Regions from separate parts of the Mus musculus genome. Here all the other regions are linked to region 1. A link is a contact called in public ChIA-PET and HiChIP or PLAC-seq data. All regions are on one chromosome and are shown on one strand. Each heading gives the region's core, a stretch centred on a gene start, on an enhancer-like site or on the middle of the called end of the contact. The rest is flanking DNA. Distances are from core to core; before and after follow the strand shown.

What was found. ChIA-PET counts read pairs in DNA pulled down with a chosen protein or histone mark. HiChIP or PLAC-seq counts read pairs in DNA pulled down with a chosen protein or histone mark.
Region 2: a contact with region 1 is called in an RNA polymerase II ChIA-PET map of memory CD8 T cells, with 1,797 read pairs. The contact joins two enhancer-like sites. A contact is called at or near these places in 1 of 15 datasets of contacts at CTCF or cohesin (CD8 T cells), 13 of 484 Hi-C or Micro-C datasets (CD4 T cells, CD8 T cells, CD8 central memory T cells and 4 more), 5 of 115 datasets of contacts at active chromatin or transcription factors (CD8 T cells, effector CD8 T cells, memory CD8 T cells and 2 more) and 3 of 9 other capture datasets (adipose tissue, embryonic stem cells and liver).
Region 3: a BATF HiChIP or PLAC-seq map of CD8 T cells shows a contact between it and region 1, with 11 read pairs. The contact joins two enhancer-like sites. A contact is called at or near these places in 2 of 484 Hi-C or Micro-C datasets (nephron progenitors and regulatory T cells), 2 of 115 datasets of contacts at active chromatin or transcription factors (CD8 T cells and memory CD8 T cells) and 1 of 9 other capture datasets (adipose tissue).
Region 4: a contact with region 1 is called in a Foxp3 HiChIP or PLAC-seq map of regulatory T cells, with 5 times the contacts expected there. The contact joins two enhancer-like sites. A contact is called at or near these places in 1 of 484 Hi-C or Micro-C datasets (CD4 T cells), 3 of 115 datasets of contacts at active chromatin or transcription factors (CD8 T cells, memory CD8 T cells and regulatory T cells) and 2 of 9 other capture datasets (adipose tissue and pancreatic islet).

Annotation. Positions count from the first base shown.
Region 1 is chr8:81,700,684-81,703,559 of GRCm38.p6, forward strand. All of the region lies in intron 2 of Inpp4b (inositol polyphosphate-4-phosphatase, type II), which reads left to right. Among named protein-coding and RNA genes, the nearest start is that of Gm51582, 360 kb to the left of the region's middle. Within about 2 kb of position 1,533, at least 26 of the 459 cell types and tissues checked have an H3K27ac peak or open chromatin away from gene starts, as enhancers often do. A contact at or near this core is called in CD8 T cells, Th1 cells, memory CD8 T cells and 1 more, where this site is marked.
Region 2 is chr8:81,496,551-81,499,426 of GRCm38.p6, forward strand. All of the region lies in intron 2 of Inpp4b (inositol polyphosphate-4-phosphatase, type II), which reads left to right. Among named protein-coding and RNA genes, the nearest start is that of Gm51582, 160 kb to the left of the region's middle. Within about 2 kb of position 1,386, at least 25 of the 459 cell types and tissues checked have an H3K27ac peak or open chromatin away from gene starts, as enhancers often do. A contact at or near this core is called in CD8 T cells, Th1 cells, memory CD8 T cells and 1 more, where this site is marked.
Region 3 is chr8:81,514,000-81,516,875 of GRCm38.p6, forward strand. All of the region lies in intron 2 of Inpp4b (inositol polyphosphate-4-phosphatase, type II), which reads left to right. Among named protein-coding and RNA genes, the nearest start is that of Gm51582, 170 kb to the left of the region's middle. Within about 2 kb of position 1,377, at least 12 of the 459 cell types and tissues checked have an H3K27ac peak or open chromatin away from gene starts, as enhancers often do. A contact at or near this core is called in CD8 T cells, memory CD8 T cells and regulatory T cells, where this site is marked.
Region 4 is chr8:81,557,379-81,560,254 of GRCm38.p6, forward strand. The region is part of intron 2 of Inpp4b (inositol polyphosphate-4-phosphatase, type II); the gene reads left to right. Among named protein-coding and RNA genes, the nearest start is that of Gm51582, 220 kb to the left of the region's middle. Within about 2 kb of position 1,488, at least 18 of the 459 cell types and tissues checked have an H3K27ac peak or open chromatin away from gene starts, as enhancers often do. A contact at or near this core is called in CD8 T cells, memory CD8 T cells and regulatory T cells, where this site is marked.

The sequences.
Region 1 (2,876 bases), core at 283-2,782:
GACTTCTTCCCCTTGGTTAATTGAAAAAGCTTGTTTTAAAAATATTTCTTATCGAAAGGACCCAGATGTAGCTGTCTCTTGTGAGACTATGCCGGGGCCTAGCAAACACAGAAGTGGATGCTCACAGTCAGCTAATGGATGGATCACAGGGCTCCCAATGGAGGAGCTAGAGAAAGTACCCAAGGAGCTAAAGGGATCTGCAACCCTATAGGTGGAACAACATTATGAACTAACCAGTACCCCGGAGCTCTTGACTCTAGCTGCATATGTATCAAAAGATGGCCTAGTTGGCCATCACTGGAAAGAGAGGCCCATTGGACATGCAAACTTCATATGCCCCAGTACAGGGGAACGCCAGGGCCAAATAGGGGGAGTGGGTGGGTAGGGGAGTTGGGGTGGGTGGGTATGGGGGACTTTTGGTATAGCATTGGAAATGTAAATGAGCTAAATACCTAATAAAAATGGAAAAAAAAGACTTAAAAAAAATAAAATAAAAATATTGTAAAAATGGTACTCTGCTCAACTTTCAATAGATTGGAGTCAAGGTGTTAACATGAGCCAGTTCATGAGATTAGATTGATGACATTTAACCATTGTCCAGGAAATTTGTCCAGTTTGAAGTGCTAAAATTTCATGTTTATACAGTATTATCTCATAGTTGATAAGGCTGGTTGAACTTTAAGCAAAGCCTATGTGCTTTTCCTGATATAATGATATTTTTGTTTCCCTCTATTAGTCATGATTGTAGTTTGGTTTTAATGTGTAATTTTTTCAGCATATTTCATACAGTCATCATAATTCCTACACAGGCTCTTAAATATTTTAATTTAAAATTACTTCTTTATTAACATCCATGTATTGTCTTATTATTTTTTTTCTAATGTTTAACTATCTCTCTTATTTTTCTCACCATGAAAAGGATGCAGAGACTAATGCCATCAGAAGGATTGCTGCTTTGTGTCTCAGAGAGCTTTTTGTTCTAGTGTCTTCTATGCACTAGAGCACATGAGATAAAGCCCATGACCTCTCCTGAGCCAGCTTTAAATGTTTGGAGGAAGTGGATGTCCACCTTCCTTAACTTCCCAGTGCTAATCATGTGCCTGTTGGCTTATGTTCAGGGGGATGACCTAGTTGTATTTTTGACTGAAATGTGACTTAACAGTTTTTAGCTCAGAGGTGCCTTCTTCTCTAAGTTTGATGAAGTTGGGAGATTTCCAGAAAAGTATCACACTCATGCTGATTTTACTGAATCTTCATTGTTCACATAATAATGGTGTGCAGTGTTTTTCAAAAACATATACCTTATTTTATAAATTCTCTTTACATGTTCCCTTACTCCCTAAATAAATGGCAATGATTTCCTTATATAAAGACATGGTATCAAAAAGTTAAAAGTTAATAGATATATTAACAAAGCACAGTATCACAAGCCACCATATCATAAATAATTTAATTCTAAAAGGATACAAGGGAAGCGGTTTCTCTGTGATGTATAAAAGACTTCCAGTGAGCTGGTGAAATGTCAGCAGGTCAAAGATGATGCAGTGTTCACAGAGAGGATGTGAGAAACCACAAAACAAGGCTGATTCCATGCAGAGAACCAATGAGGACTAGAAATGGGCAGCTGCTTAACATCTCAGATGAACTTGTGTGAAGCAGTTTATTTTTATTTATATGATAATGGAAATAATATTCTTGGGAAGAGGATCTTTCCTTTTGGATCACTGATTTATGTTGTCCAAGCTGTGTTAACTGCTTGTAGTTATCATACTTTCCTGATTGTCTTTAGTTTTTATGTATCTCACATACAGTTTTATGAAAGCCCTTTGTGTACTTCCTTATGGAGATATCCAGCTCTGGTCCAGGCATATGCCTGGTGCCTGCCATGGACCAGTTGAGTATCATAAATGCATTGTGATGAGAGATAGACAGCTACTTTTCAGAGATCCTGTCCCTCTTTTAGAATTATAATACATATTCTCAGCCTCGTATTTCTTGCCTCTCAACTGAACTATTGGAAATACCCAACATTGGCCAGTAAATGCCCAGTCTGTCTCACCCTTCATCTCTCTACTGGATGCACGGGTGACTAAGTACTCTTCAGGTGATATGCAGAGTGTGTGTGTGTGTGTGTCACTAGGTTTCTGAAGGATTTCATTAAGCAGATTCCTTCTTCACCTGCATGTTCCCTTTACACACCAAATTAGATTCTTGAGTAAAGAGCTTAAGTGACTAAACTTTCAAAGTTAACTATCACAAAACACGGTACTACCCAGATAATGGAAGAAATAAATACTGTTCAGTAAGTGTATCTGGGGCCAGCTAGAAGTCAACATGTGCCTTCAATGATGACTATGCAAGCTTTGCCTAATTTTAGGTAGGGCAGCTCTTATTTGAAATAAGAACATCAAAATAAGTATTGAAATATTTAGCATACAGAAGATGCATCTGTTGGTTTTCAACCACAGAACAAAATCCACACCTGGAGTGATAATCAGAAGAATCATGACATCAAACTTCTGCTGGCCACTTCATTTGACACTTCCACTTATTGATGGAAAGGAAATCAGGGCTTAAATAAAATAATGTTGATCAGTAGCTTGTAGGTTTATATTTCACATGATCAATGACTTGAGTTCTAATCTTTATTAGAAAACATTACCACATTTTAGATATCGTTGGGCCAGTTAGAAAGCTCAGTGTGTAAAGGTACTTGATCTCAACTAAGCCTGAGATTGATCCCTGAAAACCACAGAATTGAGAGAACAGAATCTGCAAATTCTCCTCTGATCTCCATGTGCCCAAACACACAGAAATATCCATATGTACACACACAAACACAAACACACACACACACACACACACACACACACACA
Region 2 (2,876 bases), core at 136-2,635, 200 kb before region 1:
TATCAATAGAACTCCAAACTCCAGCTCCAGTTATCCATGATGTAACTTTCAATTTCAAGAGTGTCTGCTACCACCCACCCAATATCTGATCATGTTCCTCTCGTCCCCTCCATGTCCTCTTTCCTACTCAGGTCCCTCCCTTTCCCTTCTGCGATTGCTTTCTTCTTCCTCCCAAGTGGGATTGAGGCATCCTCACTTGCGCTCTTTGTCTTGTTAACATTTTTAAGGTATGAAGCTCTGAGGGCCAGCAGAAAGAATGGAAACAGATAACCTCAGGAGAGTGGAGATGGAGAATGTACCAGAGACCTGGGAGGTAGAAGACTTTCAGGACTCAAAGGGAGGGACATTAAAGTGAATGCCCTACAGTGCAGAGAGGGAACTCATAGAGCCCACCTGCAGCAGAGGTTGCCATCCCACAGTCAAAAACTCTGACCCATATTTTTTCCTGCCTGAAAGAACTGCAGGGACAAAAATGAAGAAGAGCCTGAGGTAAAGGAGATCCAGCAACAGGCCCAAATTGAGATCCAGCTCAAGGAGAGGTTCCAAGGCCTGACACTATTATTGAGGCTATGGAGAACTCACAAAAAGTGGCCTATTGTGACCACCCTCTGAAAGACCAAATAAGAAGTTGAAAGAGTCAGATGCAGATATTTGCACCCAACCAGCAGGCAGAAGCTACTGACCCCTGTGGTTGAATTAGGGAAAAGTTGGAAAAAGCTGAGGAGGAGGGTGATCCTGTAGAAGGACCAGCAGTCTCAGCTAACCTGAACCCTTGAGATCTCTCAGACACTGGGCCACCTACCTGGCAGCATATACCTGCTGATATGAGGCCCCTGACACATACACAGCAGAGGACTTACAGGTTTCCACTCAGTCAGAGAAGATGCACCTAACCCTCAAGAGGCTGGAGGCCCCAGGGAGTGGGAAAGTATAGTGGTGTGGGGAGCTGGGGATTGAGGGCATCCTTGTGAAGATGGAATGGGATAGAGAACAGTCAGAGAGTAGACAGGGAAGGGGATGACAGCTAGACTGTAAAAAAGGATTAAATGATTTATTTTTTAAAAAAGAGTGTCTACTGTGCAACAAGTTTCTATGCTTTGTCTCTTCTTGCTTCTTTATCTTGCTGTTTGACTCATCCTGTATTGCGGGTGACACCTTGAGTCCTCTTTGTGATAGACAGAGCTTCCTGTGTTACCCACTCTTACTGAGATATCTTCATTGGTTTTGGGGGTATTACTCTCTTTTTCTCTCAAGATCAGTCATGGCAACTGACTACTGAGTGCCAGGGTTTGCATATGTGTGTTTTCCACATGGCAGTGCTACAGACACTGATGGTTATGCTCAAATTTTGGCACAATGAGTGCTACCAGAACAAACAGAGACTGCGTGGTCCCTGTCATGTCTAGCCAACTCTTCACTACCAGAGTGTTTCCAGTGTTCTCTAAAGCTGTGTGGTTTGGAACAACAGCTTTTTGATCTCTAAGCAGAAAGTCCCTTTCTGTTTCAGTACTCATTACCTCTAATGGATATAAAGAACAGTGGTACACTTTCTTCCATTCTACTGGGGATGAGATAGGCTGCATAAAACTGAACCATTCCATAAGAAATTATATATATATGCATACACACACACACACACACACACACACACACACACACACACACACACACACACATAAACTATAAACCGTAAGCATCAGACCCCACCCATGCTCAATTATTTAATGGCACTCACTGGACTCATTGTGAAAACAGGGGGGGTACATTTTACTTTTGTCTTCCTGAAGCTCTTACCTTAGTCTTAATAATATGTTTAAGAAAAATCTTTTCACCTTTGCTACATACTGACCTCTTAACAGGAAATCTGGCTGATATAGAATCGATGTCCAACCATTTAATGTAACTGAGTGAAAAATTCATTACCTTTGTTCTATGATATTAACTCATCTTTTTAAAAAGAAGAAACTTTTTATTCACTGTGATGGAATTTTGAACACAGAATTATCACTTATGAGAAAGTGTCTCTGTTAGCAAAGATTAATGCTTCAGATAGGATTATTAAATTTTTTCTTGGGTTTAAAGTGACTGTGTCACTTTATGAGGGTTATTTTTTTTGCAGTCACTTCTGACAATATAGGACATCAGAAATATTTCAAAGTTTGTTAGCTAAATTATAGAAATAGGTTCACACATAGAGTAGGAGACAGTGTGCAGGCCACGTACTGTTCTCCCACACGCTCCACTTTAAGCGTGGTCTGATATCTTTTTTGTGTGTAGATGAGGGGTCAGTCCTAGAAGGAGTTAGGAAACCTGTTCTAAACAACACTTCTGTCTTAGTTAAGGTTTCATTGCTCTGAAGAGACACTATGACCAAAGCAACTCTTATAAGGACATTTAATTGGGACTGGCTTACAGTTTTAGAGGTACAGTCCATTATTATAGCAGAAAGCATGGCAGCTTTCAGGCAGACATGGTGCTAGAGGAGCCGAGAGTTCTACATCTTGATCTGAAGGCAGGCAGAAGGAGATTCTCTTCTGCAGGTAGCTAGGAGGAGGCTCTCTTCCATACTGAATGGAACTGAAGCATAGAACCTCAAAACTCACCTCAAAAACTCAGTGATGTACTTCCCCCAACAGGGTCCCATCTACTCCAAGAAGACCATACCTCCTAATAGTATCACTTCGCATGGGCCAAGCATGTTCAACCTTCCACAGCAGCATAGAAGTACTTAAAGTAGACTGAAATATTATCCCTGAGCAAGTTCTTCAAATTCAACTATTTTAGACATATTTGTCTCTGCTCAGCAAAGCTAGATATCAGTATTTCTGTATGAAAATGGCTCCATGGACTGGTATATAATTCAGTGATAATAATGT
Region 3 (2,876 bases), core at 127-2,626, 190 kb before region 1:
ATATCGCTTCCACTCCTCAAATTCATAGTTTCTTATTCTTTTATTCTTTAATTATAACACACACCCCCCCACACATGTATGCACACACATGTTAACTAGTACAACCTGCTGAAATCATTTACTTTTGCTCATAGGTATTTAGGCTGACTTCTTGGGGCTTACTGATTCTGCCATTGTCAACAACCGTCAATTGTCCAAAGTTCTTCTTCTGTCCAAAGTCCTGTGAGAATGTATGTTTTGGTCCTAACAATACATTAAAAGTAATTGTTGAAGAAATAAGACTCCAATCTATCTGGTCACATGCTGGCTTCTGAATAGTAATTCCAGAAAAAAATGATGTCACATGATCCAAAAGTTTTTCTCCCTCCAGTTATGAAGAGGCAGTGCTTCTGTTTCAAGAACACTGGGTAATTTGTCATAGATATTGAGTGAGAAGTGAGGGTAAGTCTCAGGTCCTCTGCTTCATCCACTATTTCAGAGTGACCTTGAGATGGAGAAGAGTATAGAACATATATGATTATGGACTGTCTGACCCAGGCAGTTTCACTCTTCCTCTGTGTTTTATATGAAGCAACTGGTAAGAGGTCATGTGAGCAAAGTGGCATGTCTAATTCAGTGAGTAATTTCAAGACTTTGTAGTAGAGACATAGCCACCTCAGTCTCTGGCTTTCTGATCTAGCCCAGGGAAACACAGAGAAGAGTGAACCCAGCAGATTCTTCAGTCAAATGAAGGCATACTGAGCTTGTCTTCATCAGGAATGACCAAGCAACTAAGATTTTAATCTCCTGTTGCTCCCAAATCAGGATGCATCATAGACTCTAGTACATGTGATTTTCTCCGTTAGTTCATCTCCCTCTACTTGATTTTAAACACAGACATCACAGCTTGACTTTATTAGAAGTGCTAATCTGAGCATCCTCTTTAGAGAAATCTATATCCTAGCCATGAACCTGTGCTATGTTTGGAAATGGGAATGGAATCGTTGCTGAATTCACTTTCCCTTCCTCTTTTGCAAAGGTATCACAGACACATTGAAGTCCCCGTGACAGAAAGGTTACTTTTCCCTCTGAGCTATTTCACCAGGCTTTGATAGAAATGTGGTGACATTGCAACTGCTGATAACATCAGGATAAGAAGAGGGTGGTGATGGTCCCATTGTCCTTGATGTCTGGTGATGAATCTGGGCACATGATTCCTCTTAAGTGCTTATCCCTGTTCGGTTCTGCAGGTCAGCTGAGCCTCATATACAGGACAGAATGCATCATTATCTATCAGGACTTGAATAGGCAGACTGACAAAAGACAAGTCACTTTCTATAAACCCCTTTCTCGGTATTGTCTAAAAATATCTTTGAGGGAAATGTGGCTGGTGTGTTGCTGGGGTGTCTGAGCTCATTTCTTAGTCCTGGCTGTGCTATGTGAAGAGCTCACTGTCATCACTGCCCAGAATGGAAAGGGGATGCTGGGATGTGTTTTAAGAGTTTAAATTAGCTTCTCTAATGAAGATGAAGCAGCCAGGGGAGGCCCTCTAGGTTGAGAGGAGGTGACCACTTACCTTTCCTTCTCTGGCCCTTCTGCCATTTCTCCAGCTGCTCTCTGCAGGAGAGCTCTGATTTCTTACAAGATTGTTTCCATGTTAAATCGACACTAAATCAAGAGCACAGTGAGCCCCCAACATACATAGTCTTTTTAAGTGAAGAAAATTTTGCAGGCAGTCAGGTATCCTGTGGGGACTGATGGAGAAGCAGGGAGACAACTAATAAAACCTACCCAAGAGGCTGGCACAAGAAGAAGTAAAAGAGTATCAAGATTAGTTAAAAACCCTTCACCCATCCCCACAGATCTTTTCTGTACAATATCAGCTAGAATTACTTACCTTACATGATTTTTCCTAATCTAAAAGAATCAAAAGACCATCTGAAATCTTTCTCCCCATGCTACAGCCATGTCAGGGCACTCCAGGTCATCCTGATTCTACCTGTGGGATACCTTGTGACTCAAAGGTCTAATCCAGTGTGTCCGTGCCTTGCAACACAGTCATCTCATATATTCATGGATCAATAAAAAATGTTCCATTGTGCCCTAAAGGGACTTAAGGACCAGACCCCGATTTCTCATCATGGTTCTGTTAGATGCTGAGTAGATCTTTTTTCCCTGCACAATGTTTCTAAGAATGCCATTGCTTGTTAAATAAAAATACAAAGGGCCATGAATGGAGATATAGAAGGTAATGTATCCTAGAAAAGATTTAGTAAATGTGTAAATGCCAATTAATTTGGTGCTGTAGAGAGTAGTATCTCTTCCTATCTCTATCTATCTATCTATCTATCTATCTATCTATCTATCTATCTATCTATCTATCTATCATCTATCCATCATCTATCTACCATCTATCTCTTATCTATCTGTCCATCTTACAAGGTAGAGACAATTCATTTGACTTAAAATTACATGAGTTTGGGGTGTAATTTAGTATCAGGAATGGAGAAGATGAATACTAATATTTAAATACTTTCTTAGTTTGTCTGAACATACATTTACGTAGAATAGGATTAATTCACTCAGAAATGTTTGTGTAAAGTAATAGTGAGACTTTGTGGCAACCTAGAATCCTAATGTATTGTGATATATCCTCTATGATTACCTTTGAAGAAGTAAGTAACACATCTTGAGAATTAATGCAATTAAGTCATACCATAAACCTTTCAAATATGCTATGGCTTCTTGTTCTAAAACAATCCTGGAATAGAGTTTGAGTAATTCTTTAAAGAATCATATTTTATGTTTGAAACTAATAAAATACGTTACAGTGGGCAATTTAGCACTTTCTATTAAAAGAAAACAATATAATTTTTTGCTGAAGATATTGTTCAGAA
Region 4 (2,876 bases), core at 238-2,737, 140 kb before region 1:
TGCCTCTTCTGAAGGAAAGACAATTCATTCACTAGAATGAGCTCAAATCTTCCACTTCATTCTGTTTTATGCCCCATTTCTTTTATGCATTCAGTTAGTTTTTGCTATATCCAGTATGTTCAGGATGATATAAATCTTAAAATGTCAGAATGTAGGTGGACATCTCCATCTAGAGCTCTGGATTGAGAGAAAGAGAGAGTAAGAGATGGGATGTTTTTACAGTGGAAGTTTCATTTTTTGATGAATGGGAAGGACATTAACACTTTATGTCTTTATTGCGTTGTTAAAAGAAAAATGTGACAAAAATGAAGTGTTGGCAAAATAGTTTTATTTACTTCATTAACATTTATAGCCCTGGACAATATGCAGCTTATTGGAAGTCCATACAAAATATTAATACTGCAGTTACAGCCACAGCTACAAATGGAGATCTACACTGTGCTGAATTGCTTAATTAAGGTAATGCTGGTGTTAAGGTAATAGACTCTGGGGTGGGTATACTGAACGTCAGTTCTTAGTTTTCAATCAATTAACATATGACCTTTGTTAATTACATAATGTTGTTAGACCTGTAATTCTGGCCACTTGGAAGGCAGAAGCAGGAAGATCACAAGTTTAAGTCCTGACCTATAAAGAGAGTTCAAAGCTTGTCTGGGACACTTAGCCAGATTTTGTGTCCCAATTTAAAAATTGGAAAAATAGAGGTGGATACAGCCCAATGAGTTGTTTTCCAGCATACACTAGTTCCAGGATTTCACCTGGAGAACACATAAAGGAATAAAAAGAAGGATATATAGATATAGACATAGATAGATAGATAGATAGATAGATAGATAGATAGATAGATAGATAGATAGATAGAGATGATATAGATATATGAATCTCTCACTCTCTCAGATATATATATGAAAAGGTGGGATGTTGATGCTTTCCTACCTATGACAGAAGGGAAATAATAGTACTGATTTATAGAAGTTTTTCATTTTTAAATACAAGTGGGTTATGCTATGCAATAGTGCTTAGAATGGAGTTGTGGATATGGAAAACATAGTATGTTAGTTATATATTTTATGAGTATCATTATCATATACAATCCATACAGTTGCATAACCTAGTAGAGATGATCTTCCTATTTATCCGTGTGAAATAAGTTGAGAGATGCTTGACAGATCTTAGGAATGAGGAGTAAGTTGCACTTTAAATTCCACTGAGTAGCACTGGAGTGACGCATGGTTCTTTGACCACATCAATGCTATGACCCATACATATGTCAATATTGTAGAAGTACAAACAATTGAAATGGAAACTTCTGGTTTCTTTGGAAAGTCAGTTACGTTAAATGATGTTTTGCTGGGGCACATAAGTGAAAGGATGTTTTGCTAAAGCAAACGTGTGAAAGAATATTTTAATGAAGCAGGCACAGGTGAAAGGATGTTTTGCTATAGCAGAAATGAGAAAGTACACGTGATGTTTAGAAAGAATGTAAATGTGGCCCCTCAGACAGTGGGAGCTGGAGTGTTGGCTTGCCTTGCTCTGCATCACTAGACTTCACTAATGATGCACATAAATTGGTTTGCCTTACATGGCATTGATGAGCTTAGCTTGTGGTGACTGTGGAGAGAAACTCACAGTAGAACTTCTCCTCGTGAAGGTACTGCTCCTTTTTGTCAATTCTGTGGACTTGGGCCAGTTGACAAGTCTCACAGTTTCTTCTGGATTGAATGACTCCTGCTGATTTGTGTTTGGTGTTTGTTAGTGGACTGGACTGAGAACAACGAAGATTGCAATCACCCCAAAGGACTATTTCTAAACATGTCCACTTCCCATGTATTCTAATAATCTTTTTTTCCCACTACTTCTGGTAAATGGTGGGCTAGAATGGAGGTTGAACCCTTATTGAAGTAGGCTGTGAAAATATATGCCTACAGACAATGTCATCCAAAGTGTTCTCTTGTCTCTTGCAAGGTAAAACTAGTTGTAGCTGATACATGTCCAGTGCTGAATCTACTGTGCAAGGACTGTACAGTTGGTGGATAGTTGTAATCATTGTTGGCTTTACCACAAGCTATAATGGGACTGAATGAAATTGATACAGTTTTCTAATTTCTTAGTTGATCCACATTGTTTATTTGTCTGCTGTTAAATTGGTGAGTAGGCTTAATATAGGGGGAAAGAAATTCATACTTCACCCTCATTACCTTATTTCACATTTATATTCGATGTTAGAGAAAAATTGTGGGACTGTGAGAGGCAGCCTGGTTTCTGGTTGAGCTAGGTTTAAAACCCCAGTGCCCCAGAAGGTGACCGTAGCCTGCAAGGGACAGTAGGTGTTTTGTCACACTCCTAGACACAGGTTCCAGACAGGAGGCCACAGCTCTCCACTTCATGGGTCTGTGGACATCAGTCATGTAAGGGAATGCCTCAAGCCCTCCACAGGTAGAGGATGTGACCACAGATCATGTAGCCTCAAGACAGACCCCATTTTAATGAGGCACCTAAAGGTCTGAAGGGCTTAGTCAATTAAGCTCCCCTTCCCCGACACTCCTCCCTGCAAAAAATATTTTACCTCAGGCTTGCCCTGAGAAAAATGGGGTACAGTTCCACTTATCAGAATTATCTACCATGACAATAAGTGCTTTAAAACCATGGACTGTCTCTTATTTGGATCCACTGTGGGAAACAATGGAGCAGGTTTTTCTCTAAAGAGCAATGTCTAATCTCCCTCAGGAGGCCTCTCTGCATTCCCAGCGATGGTCACCATCACTGCTGAGCCAAGCCAAGGACTCTCTCCTCCCCACAGGACCCAGCCAGAGCCCTCCTCCTGCCCTTTTCCCTTCACCTTGGCTATATCCAACCTGCGGGCCACCACTCTGTTC